2 separate regions of the Mus musculus genome follow, and region 1 is linked to region 2. The links are chromatin contacts, called in public targeted proximity ligation maps. All regions are on one chromosome and are shown on one strand. The core of a region is the stretch at or near the end of the contact, and the rest is flanking DNA. Distances in the headings are between cores, read along the strand shown.

The links.
Region 1: a contact with region 2 is called in a targeted proximity ligation map of epiblast stem cells, with 6 times the contacts expected there. A contact is called at or near these places in 10 of 484 Hi-C or Micro-C datasets (the Ba/F3 cell line, the G1E-ER4 cell line, double positive thymocytes and 3 more) and 3 of 130 datasets of targeted methods (embryonic stem cells, epiblast stem cells and extraembryonic endoderm stem cells).

The regions. Positions count from the first base shown.
Region 1 is chr19:9,105,646-9,111,286 of GRCm38.p6, reverse strand. No RefSeq gene overlaps it. Among named protein-coding and RNA genes, the nearest start is that of Gm41805, 8.7 kb to the right of the region's middle.
Region 2 is chr19:8,677,108-8,682,443 of GRCm38.p6, reverse strand. Chrm1 (cholinergic receptor, muscarinic 1, CNS) reads right to left here. Exons shown (of 3, transcript NM_001112697.1): 3 at 1-4,582. The coding sequence starts at 4,511. The coding sequence ends at 3,129. Among named protein-coding and RNA genes, the nearest start is that of Chrm1, 16 kb to the right of the region's middle.

The sequences.
Region 1 (5,641 bases), core at 2,722-5,221, 430 kb before region 2:
TGGTTCTTTGACTGGTTTGTTGGTTGGTTGGTTGGTTGGTTGGTTGGTTGGTTGGTTGGTTGGTGGGGGCTTTGGAGAATATTGTTGCTTTGTTAGGGTTTTTGTTTTTTGTTTTGTTTTGTTTGTAATGGAATCTTTCTGTATAGCACAATCTGACCTTTAACTTCTCAATCCTTCAGCCTCAGCCTCCTAAGTGCTGAGATTGTAGGCCTATAGACATGCACCATCCTGCCTGGTGAGAGGTTTTTAGAACACAAAGAGCCCTCCTCTTGTACTCACATGAATTTGGATTTCCCCAGCCCCACGGCATCCTTATTTTAAGTTCATTCCTCCTTTGGTGATCCTGTCCCCAAATGTAGTCATATTCTGAGTTACTGAGGAAGAGGCTTGAGATCTGCCCTGTGAACCAGAGAAGGTAAGAGTAGACGAAGCAGCAGCCATGGTAGGGCTGAAGAGAGAAGAGACCCTTTGGAGAAAATAACAGTCCCTAGATATTCGGAGGGAAAGGGGATGGGAGCAGAGAAGCAAGTGGAAGGTCTTATCTTGAAGTTGTCCATTTTACCATGCACAAGAGAGGTAGCCCTGGTTAGCAGACCTGTAGGTACTCTGCTCTGACTTCTTGGACTGAGCAGCGTGGTCCTGGGGTACCTGATGGTCCACCCCTTTGTAAAATCCCAGTGTGTGTTTTCTAGTGAAATCCATAAGTATTTCACTAGAAATGGAAGACCACCATTGAGACCACAAATAGTTCTCGTTATTATCTCATGTGTTACTAACTAGCAAATAACTGTCCAAGAAAAAATGACCACCAGTTGTATGAGCACCTCTACACCACAAGAGGGCAGCAAACTACAATATATAGGCAGCTTATAGGCACCCAAGAGGAGTCTGGCCTATACAGCATCTGAAACTGACAGGGTTCCTCATCACAACCCTCCTTTCCACCCAACACTACAATTTATTTTAAAGCAGAGCTGTACAATACCCAGGCCTGCTACTGGTCATCAGGGTTCAAGGGTCAAACTGTCCTGGCCCCTGCCTTTAGTCATATCTTTCAGCTACAAAGACAGGTAAATTGCCATTTGGTCACTACAAGCCAAAATGGTAGGATAATTAGAACCAAAAGACGAGAACCTAGGCAACTGTACAACAAGAGACATGGAAGCCAGCCCTCTCCCAGGTAAGAGAGGGCCTCTACCTTGTAGCTGCTGCTCAGAAAATGGTTTAATTTGTGTTTTCAAATAAGCTCTCTGCACTTGGGAGGCAGAGGCAGGTGAATTTCTGGGTTCAAGGCCAGCCTGGTCTACAGAGTGAGTTCCAGGACAGCCAGGACTGCACAGAGAAACCCTGTCTCGGGAAAACAAAAAACAAAACAAAACAAAACAAAAAATAAATAAATAAATAAATAAATAAACTCTCTGACTTGCTCCTTGTCACAGCGGGGAAAGTGGGGTATGCATCCCTGTCATCAGAGATGGAGGGTGAGGGAGGCTGGATGGGGTTACCCCTCCCAGACCTCCCGTCTGTCAACATTGCACAAAATCCTCACAGTGTTTAGATTCTGTAGCTATTCTGGGGCAACAGGGAGCTACCCCCACAAACCACAGGTGTCCTGCTCCCTGAGAGGAGTGAGGGCCAGCAGAAATCAGAGGCAACCCAGGTCAGGAATGGAGCAGGGAGGATGTTTGGGCCATCAACAGGACTGGGACAGGTGGGTGTGGTTTATGGGTGTCATTTGTGTGACTCCTTCCACAGCTTAAATGCCACATTCAGACATCCAGGGAGAGTTGAGCCATAGTGAGTTCTGTGTCCCAAGGAGTCAGAAATGTGAAAAGAAAACTCAGGCATCCAGACCTTTGGCAGGGGTGGGAGTGTGGAGCTAAAGAGAGTCCCTCGGGGCATGTTAAATGTGTTTATGTCAACTTCCCCATTCACAAGTCCTGTGGCCCCCAGCCAGATGTCATCCAGATCTAGGGGCAGCCCAAAAGCATTCTGGGTCAGAGGTTGGGAAAACCAACATATCCTAATAACTTTATCCTTCAAATTCTGCTTTTCATCAACCCAATATTAAAATGAAATTGGGTTTTCAGAACCAAAGCTCCTGACTTCTGTACAGAGTCTAGAAAGTAACATGATTAGATTGATAAATAAAACAAGTGTGGATGAGAACTTAACATCATCTCAGATTTAACATCTACTATGCTCTTACCGGCACTTTGTAGATTCTATACAGAACTCAGGAACTTGGGTTCTGAGGTTATAATTTGGTGCCAAGAAGAAAAGAGGTTGGAGGCAGGTACAATGACACACAGCTATATTCCCAGCACTTGGTAAAGCAGGAGGCTCTGGAGTTTCAGGGGTGACCTCAGCCATATAAGGAGTTTGAGGCCAGCCTGGGCTATATGAGACCCTGTCAAATAAAAACAATAGTTTGAGTCTTCTCATCCTAGAAGGCTCAATAGTCACCACTTAGTACCTAGGGCAGGTCCCCAATGCTTTTTTTTTATGCAGGGTGATCTGTCTGCCTGCATATCTACATGCCAGAAGAGGGCATCGGCTCCCTTTATAGATGGTCATAGGCCACCACTATCTGGTTGCTGAGAATTGAACTCAGGACCTCTGGAAGGATTTTTAATTATTTTTCTTTTAATATAAGGAGTGCTCTGTCTGCATGTATACCTACATGCCAGAAGGGGACAGGTCCTGGATTCTCAAAGGTCAGCAGTCTTTCATTAAGTATTTTTAAGAGAAAAATGACCTGCAACAAAGTAGCTGCTTGAAAAATGGCTCAGAGGGGAAAAGCTTGATGTTCAAGCAAGAAGTCCTGAGTTCTTATCTCTCCGGCACCTGTGTAAAAAAAATCCATGGGTTGTGTTACAGACATGTAATGCCAAACCTGGGAAGCAGAAACAAAAAAGGTCCCAAGGGCCTCTGGCAACCAGTCTAGCCAAAATGTCAATCTCTGTGTTCAATGAGAGACCCTGCCTCAAAAATCAAGATGGAAAGTAATAGGGAAGGGTCCTCAGCATCGACCTACACACTTATCCTACAGTTCTCCCAAAATGAGACCAGACATGCTAAAGTGTGTGTGTGTGTGTGTGTGTGTGTGTGTGTAACTTTTTAAAACTTGTATGTGTTTGAATGGTTTGCAAGTGTGTATGTATTCACATCACATGTGCCTGCTGCCCACATGAGTCAGAAAAGAATTTTAGTTACACCATTTTGGAGGGGCCCTGGAAACTGAACCCAGATTTTCTGCAAGAGAAGCCTGTGCTCTTAACCACTGAGCCATCTTTCCAGCCCCATGAAACTCTCTTAGTCAATATTCTCTACCTTTCCATGTCAGTAAACTGTCATATAATATTCTGTCCTCATTCAACTATGCCCATCTTTCCTTACAATGGGGCTATCTATTTTCACCACCTTTCTTTTCTAGGGTGACAGACGTGTATAGAATCCTGTGCCCGTGGTGTGATACTTTCTCCACTGGTCAGGTTCCTCAGATGGTTGGGAGAGATTCGTGACTGAAGACCACAGCCCAGGGATACTTGCTGGCTGTGTGCCAAGTAGACTATTGCCAATAGACATGCCAGCTCCTGAGCATTTCTGGACCGTGACCTAAACCTGAGCAACACTGGGCCATGACATGGGCCCTAGGCAGAAGACTGGACAGGGAACTATGGGCTGTGCCAAAGCACAGGCCCCACCCAGAGTTTGGCTAGGGTGAGAAGAGCAGGTGAGACTAGGTTCACCCTGTGCTGCTCACAGGAAAGGGCTTGCCCACCCCCTTCCTGCCCAGGTCACTTCCCCTCCTACAAAGGGTCTGTTTGTTGTTCTTCCTAACTCCTCTTACCTCCAACCTTTCCCAGGGCCCCCCTCTTCCCAACACAATAGCCAGGCCACCCCAGTGTATCAAAGTCAAAGGGCATTTTCAGAAGTGTTTACAAACCAGTGCAGCTGTACACCTCTCACTGCAAACCCAAGAGTATTTACCTTGGGCTAAGGATCTGTGGTTCTGCTGACCTTCCAGTACAGCCTAGCACTCCCTGCCCCATGCAGATCCCCAGGGACTGGAACTTCTGAACCCCCGGCCTTCCAGTCAGAAACCAAGTATTTAATCTTAAAAGCAAGAAAGAAGAGGGCCAAGTTTTCCTTCCTCCGGGCTTGTCCAGGCCCCTCCTCTGCACCCACTGAGTGAGGTGTGGGCCCCACATACCTTTGGGCTGACTTCATCCTGATCCAGCCTGTCTGTCCTGAGCCTCCCCAGTCCTGGCCATTTCATCTTTATCTCTAACATAGATCATGCAGATATCACACCACAGATGCCTCATGACTAAAACGTGTGCTACTTTCCCAAGCCCTTTCCCACCCTGTCCCTGTGGTAGTACAAATTCCAACATATTTGCTGTCTGCTCTCAACATATTTGTTGTTCTACCCAGAAAGGGTCGGGACCTTGGGTGGGGCACTGTCACTTGGGTAAAGCCACCTCTTCCTGCCCCCATCTCTGCCTCCAGGTTCCCAACAGAGTTGGAACTTGAAAATGTGCTGCAGAAACTGGCTGCTTGGCCTGTGGGGGCAGTTCCTCTGCTTTCAAACTTGCAGAGGAATAGACCCATGTCCTGACCAACTTTTCAGTGGACCCCTGGCAAGGGCTTCACTGTGTTTGACAAAAGTGATGTCAGCCCTGGTTCCTATCTATAACCACCATGGCTATTGCTCTACCACCTCCCCACATGGCCAGCCCCAGCCCCAGCCCCAGCCTCCACAGGGACGTCCATGCCAGGGAAGGGGCCAGTGCAAAACAACCCAGCCGCTCTAACACTCAGCAGACATCCTGCGCCTCACCAGGGCAATTCTCAGAACACTGTGCAGTCAGCCTCAGGAGAGCTGCCTAGCTCAGAGGCCTGGCACACACGGGACCAGACCTTCAGACCCTTTAGTGCTGTTAGGGCTCTGAGGCTGCACCACACACAAGCCAGCTTCTGAGTCCACCTCTGTTTCAAGGCTTCCTGGGAGTCACATGGGAGGCAGCTGTGTCCAAGCCTCAGAGAAGCAGCCTGAGGAATGAGGAAACCCCACCTTCTTTCTTGGAATCTGTGCTTCTCAGCCGGTCTGTCACTAGACCTCCCAGGATCCTCACTCTGAAAGACCGAAGACTGGTAGTACCCTCTCCAGTGCTGTAATGGCCAATTACTTACTGCATGGGAAATCCCTAGATACCACGCAGCATGTGTTAGTCATTATTATATATTATCATCCCAAACCACACCAACCAGACCACCCTTTGTTTTCCAATCCCCTTCCATGCTTCAAGGTTATCAGCCTGCATCTTTACCATGGGCCGCTGGCTGTGTAGTGTGGTCCAGAACTCAGAAGGCTGAGGCAGGGAGGCTCAGGCCATCCTCAAGTACAGAGTAAGAATCGCGTCTATATAGACAAACAAATAACTAAATAAGCCACTGCTCTGTGGCCTCAGAAGTTAACATGGACTATTTTGACCCTTCCCTTAAGCTGGCAGGGACTCTGCTGTTCCCTGCATGGGTGTCCACACAAAGGAGAATATCGGATTCATATTCTATGGTTTAGGGAACATTTTCACTTCTGGTTCTACAATATGGAGTAGACAGGGCATTAACCATC
Region 2 (5,336 bases), core at 1,579-4,078:
CTTCACTTCTTCCAGTGCTGCTCAGCTTCCTCCGCCCTCCACCTCCACACCCTTGACACAGGCAGGGCATTTATTTCTGAAGGGGGCTTAGGGCTACAAGGGAGCATGAACAAGCCAGAAGCCCTTACCAGGGTCTCAGCTGTCAACCTGTACTGGTGATACGGGGTACATGGCTTACATAAGATCATCCCATGTATCTCCTGCAGCTCTGGCCAGCTTCTCCTTGTCCACCTAGTGGGCTATCCTTGCCCACAGTGTTGCAACCATTCCATAGCTTGTGGGTGATGAAGGTGATTGAGACATTTGACACCCCATTGGCTAATAGGGTTGATGCAACTGATCCGACTGGCTCAGTAGGTGTCTTCTTCCTCTATCATCCCTCCATATTCATCTTGTCCAAATCTGTACACCCAGTTCAAGAGGAAGACCTTCCCAGATAAAGGAGGAAGGTCAAGGGTATATACCAGGAGATGCACACCCCAGCTAGAACTGCTAGATAAGCTCTCAAGGTCCAACAGTTTCTGGGAGTTCAGGAAGCTAAATGTGTGGGGGTGAATCCCACCCCTTCCTCTACAGGGATTTAAAAAAAAAAAGGCTTATTTATTATGTATACAGTATTCTGTCTGCATGTATGCCTGCAGGCCAGAAGAGGGCACCAGATCTCATTATAGAGGGTTGTGAGCCACTACGTGGTTGCTGGGAATTGAACTCAGGACCTCGGGAAGAGCAGCCAGTACTCTTAACCTCTGAGCCAACTCTCCAAGCCTGCAGGGATTTTTTTGGGGGGTCCCCACCCAGGACCTCAGCCTTCTAGGATATTTTTTTTACCCCTCTCAAACTTTAATGTGTACCAGAATCACCTTGAGGCTGCTGGTTACAGATAGCTGGTTTCCATCCTTGGAATTCTTCTTTTACTAAATCCATAGTGATCCCAGAAATTTACCTAGTTAAGTTCCCAGGTGCAGGCAATATTCCTGGTTTGGGCTTCTGTTAGATTAGCAGGCCTTGTCTGGCTCCAGGCAATCTTGGCTAACCACTGGATTATCCAGCATTGAAGAAAATCTTTGCTTGTCTGGAGCACATCGGATAATCTATACTAAGAATATGGTTTGTGGTGGAGGTCCTAGGCCACACTCTATCTGTTAAGCCTCTAGAGGGGCTGGACACTGAGGCCAACGGTGTGGGCAGTCAGCCATGTTCCTCCCTATGCCTGTCCTCTAGTACAAACACCAGACACCATGGTTCTGGAGGGTGTTTGTGGCTGGCAGAATGTCATGTAAGCTGTCCTACATCATTGCTGGAGAATTAAGTATTCTGTGACTTCCTGGGAAAAGAATTGGCATTTTGTGCCTGGTTACTCTGGGATTCTGCTCTGTGTGCTTTATTCTGTTGTTTCCTTCTGAACTCTTCCACTGTGACAGTGACAGACTCTAGTGGCCTTGCAGAGCTCTCTGTTTTCCCAGCAAATCACTGACATCTGGGTGAGCCTTGGGACACCCGACTACTGCTATACTTGGATAACCACTGCTTAGGACTGTGGGGTTAATTTGTTCAGGTTCCTTTTCATTAGGCTTTGGGAACTTCCCTTACCAAAACAATGCTTAGGTTGTGCCCTAAGGGTTTCCCTGATTGAATGCTTTGGCCTGAGTATCCTAGGTCTGTCACCCCTACAGTCTAGAGGTCAGGAGGTTGTGGAAGCCTGGGTGTTGTTTTGTTATATAATCCAAAAGAATCCTCTTGGGTCTCTGGGTCTTAGTTTCCCCAGCTACAAATAGGAGTTTGGATGAATTCTGTTCCTCCTGGGAATGATAAGGCCCTAGAGCTGCTATGTACAGAGTACATGGGGCTGTTTCAGAGGTCAGGCCTGCCTGGTTTAGCACCACTCACCTGAGCCATGGACCCACAGGTTGTGCTGGGGCCCCCCTGCAGGGTTAGTCGATCTAGCCATTCAATGCTGTCTTTCCTGGATCCATCTTAAAAGCCGCAGCTCACTTTCTGCATTGTAGTTCTTGTGCCTTCCCTGTCCTTGCATTCCTGGCCTTGGGGCCAAAACAGGGAGGAATTCCTTATAGTGCCCACTAGTTACGTGGCTTTTATTCACAGACTCAGCATATGCTGAGGATGGAAGAAAAGAACAGGGGCCAGGCAGGGCCTGGAGAGTAGGGTGGCAGGGCAGCCATGCACGGATTGGATTAAGGAGTTTACAGAAGAGAATCTGCTGGCTGGGACAGACCCATGTGGGGCAAGGCTGGAGGCAGGCAGCATGCAGGAGGTCTGGCTAGATCTGCCCAGAGCAGATCCACCCAGGTAACGGCTGTGAGCCAGGAGGGTGGGACCGAGGTCACTTTAGGGTAGGGAGAGAGAAGAATGGGTGTGGGATTGGATGGCAGGCACCTTACCCCCTCAACTCCCACCCCCACCCCCAGGAAAATGGCATAGAGGACTGGTTAGGACACCTGACATCTGGTCCTTGATGCTGCTTTGGGACTTGGTGTATTTAACCAAGCTGGTCTCCTCTGGTGTTGTTGTCCTGCTTACGCTTGGACATTTGCCTTGGAGGTGACCACATAGGGCTGACCTGGGGACATTTGTAGGGAAGTTGGACAATCCTGGAGAGTGTGCCTAGGGCCTACCTGGATGAGTTCTGCCTGTGTAGGGAGGGGATTTCCAGCCAGGGTTCACCACCTCCCTCCTCTTCCAGACTTTTCTCTCTGTGCTTGGTGTGATCTCCCATATGAAGCTGCAGCAGGTGCTATCACCACTGCAATCCAGGCCCCCTAATGGGCCAAGGAAGACTGCACCTTTAAACTACTGGCCCGCCCTGTTGGCTCCTGACTTCCTGCCTAAACGCAAACAGACCAAAGCCCGGATCCTCCTGCTGGGCCCATTCCCACACAGCAGGGATCAGAAAAACCAGTTCCCCGGGTTTCACTCTCTGTCTGGGAACAGCAAAGTTTGGAAAGCGGCAAAGTCTCTCTGGGCTGTCCAGGAAGGTGACCCAGGGGCCTGGGAAGCCAGAGGAGTCCTGAGCAGGGCTTTGGGGCTGAAGATGCAGCCCATTTTCCGGGACACTTTCCACCGGCCTCTCCCTGGAGCTGAGGGTGGAAGGATGCAGGAGAAGGGGGCCATTAGCATTGGCGGGAGGGGGTGCGGTGCACAGAGCCAGGGCGCTTGGGGATTTTGCGCCAGCGCCGCTTGTCCCAGCGGCAGAGCAACAGCAGGCGGAAAGTGTCCCGGAAGGCTTTGTTGCAGAGTGCGTAGCACATGGGGTTGACAGTGCTGTTGACGTAGCAAAGCCAGTAGCCCAGCTCCCATAGGGTTTCTGGAACACAGTCCTTGCAGAATGTAGACACCAGCACCATGATGTTATATGGTGTCCAGGTGAGGATGAAGGCCAGCAGGATGGCACTCAGGGTCCGAGCTGCCTTCTTCTCCTTGACCAGTGAGAAGGTCTTTCTCTTGGCCAGTTGTTCCTTCCCTCGGGGTTTTTGGCCTTTGCCGCCTCGGTCTCGGCCTTTCTTGGTGGGCCTCTTGACTGTATTTGGGGAGCTTTTGGGAGGCTGCTTGGTGGGTGCCTGTGCCTCAGGATCTACCATAGGCATCTTGATCACCACTTCTGAGCCAGGCTCCTCACCTTCAGAGGATGTGAGGGACTCCATGGAGCCTTCATCCTCTTCCTCTTCTTCTTTCCAGCTGTAGGCCTGCAGAAGTCTGGGTGCCCGGCAACAGCGACAGCAGCGGCCTGGAGGTGACTCGGGTGAGCCTTCAGCTCCTGGCTGTGACCTCTCTGAGCTGCTGCTGCTGCCACCACCTTTGCCTGGTGTCTCAGAGCCCTGTAGGGCTGCTAGCTCCCGGGCTCGGTTTTCTGTCTCCCGGTAGATGCGCCAGTACAGCGTACACATGACTGTGACAGGGAGGTAGAAGGCGGCCATGGCTGTGCCAAAAGTGATGATGGGTTGGGAGAGGAACTGGATGTAGCACTGCCCAGCCAGCACTGTCCGCTCCCCAACTAGGTATTGCCAGAAGAGGATGGCTGGGGCCCAGAGAACGAAGGAAACCAACCACGCGAGGCCAATCATCAGAGCTGCCCTGCGGGGAGTGCGCTTGGCTCGGTAGCTCAGGGGTCGGGTCACTGAGAAGTAACGGTCAAAGCTGATGAGCAGAAGATTCATGACAGAGGCGTTGCTGGCCACATAGTCCAGGGCCAGCCAGAGGTCACAGGCCAGTGTGCCCAGAGCCCAGTGGCCCATGAGCAGGTATGTGGTATAGAGGTTCATGGAGAAAGTGCCAATGATGAGATCAGCACAGGCCAGGCTCAGCAGGAAGTAGTTGTTGACTGTCTTGAGCTCTGTGTTGACCTTGAAGGAGATGAGCACCAGCAGGTTGCCTGTCACTGTAGCCAGAGACAGGAGGCCTGTGGTGATCCCGATGAATGCCACTTGCCAGGGACCCTTTCCTGGTGCCAAGACGGTGATGTTGGGACTGACAGCAGGGGGCACTGAGGTGTTCATTGCAGCCAGGTGGAATGAAGGGGCAGCCCCTTCCTCCAGTCACAAGATTTTTCTCAGAGTAAGGGCATCACCTGAAAAGAAAGGACACGAGCTTTGGCTGGGCCACTTGGTACCTCTGGCAATTCTGAGTGGAAGATACAGCCCCAGACCTTTCAGAGTGCCAGGCCAGACAGCATCACCCCCAGGCGCTGGCACCTACTCACCGTGGCTAACAATGTGCTTTCCAGCCACAAGGAGATTTTTGCCCGCAGCATGGGGGCGGTCCTGAAAGCTAGGGACCTAAGTCCTCATTAGAGCTTCTGAATGGGTTCAGACTCTGAGCCTCAGTTTTCTCATTGGAAACATTTTCAAGTATTTTTACTTTATGTGTATGAGTATTTTGTCTACGCGTATGTCTGTGCACCACGTGTAAGTAGTGTTTGAGGAGGCCAGAAAAAGGGCATTCCCGGAACTGAGTTACACAAATTGTGACTACTTTCTGGGTGCTGGGAACTGAATCTGAGTTCTCTGGAAGAGGAGCCAGTGAGTTCTCTTAGCTACCAAGCCATCTCTCCAACCCCTAATTCCTGTTTTCTTTAAATTTCATGTGGCAGGAATTGGGAGGGTTCTTTTGTATACAGACCTGCGAAATTTTCCAAGCATTTTGTTCAACCTTATTAATGTCTTCATTTAAGAAGGACTTGCTACATGCCAGACACAGTGCTAAGCACCTAATCAAGTTATCTAATTGAACTGTCCTGCTCATCCTTAGCAGGAAGGCCCTTGCCATCCCTTTCTTCCTGGAGGCAATGGTGACTGAGCAGCTTCAACCTCTGCTATAGTGAC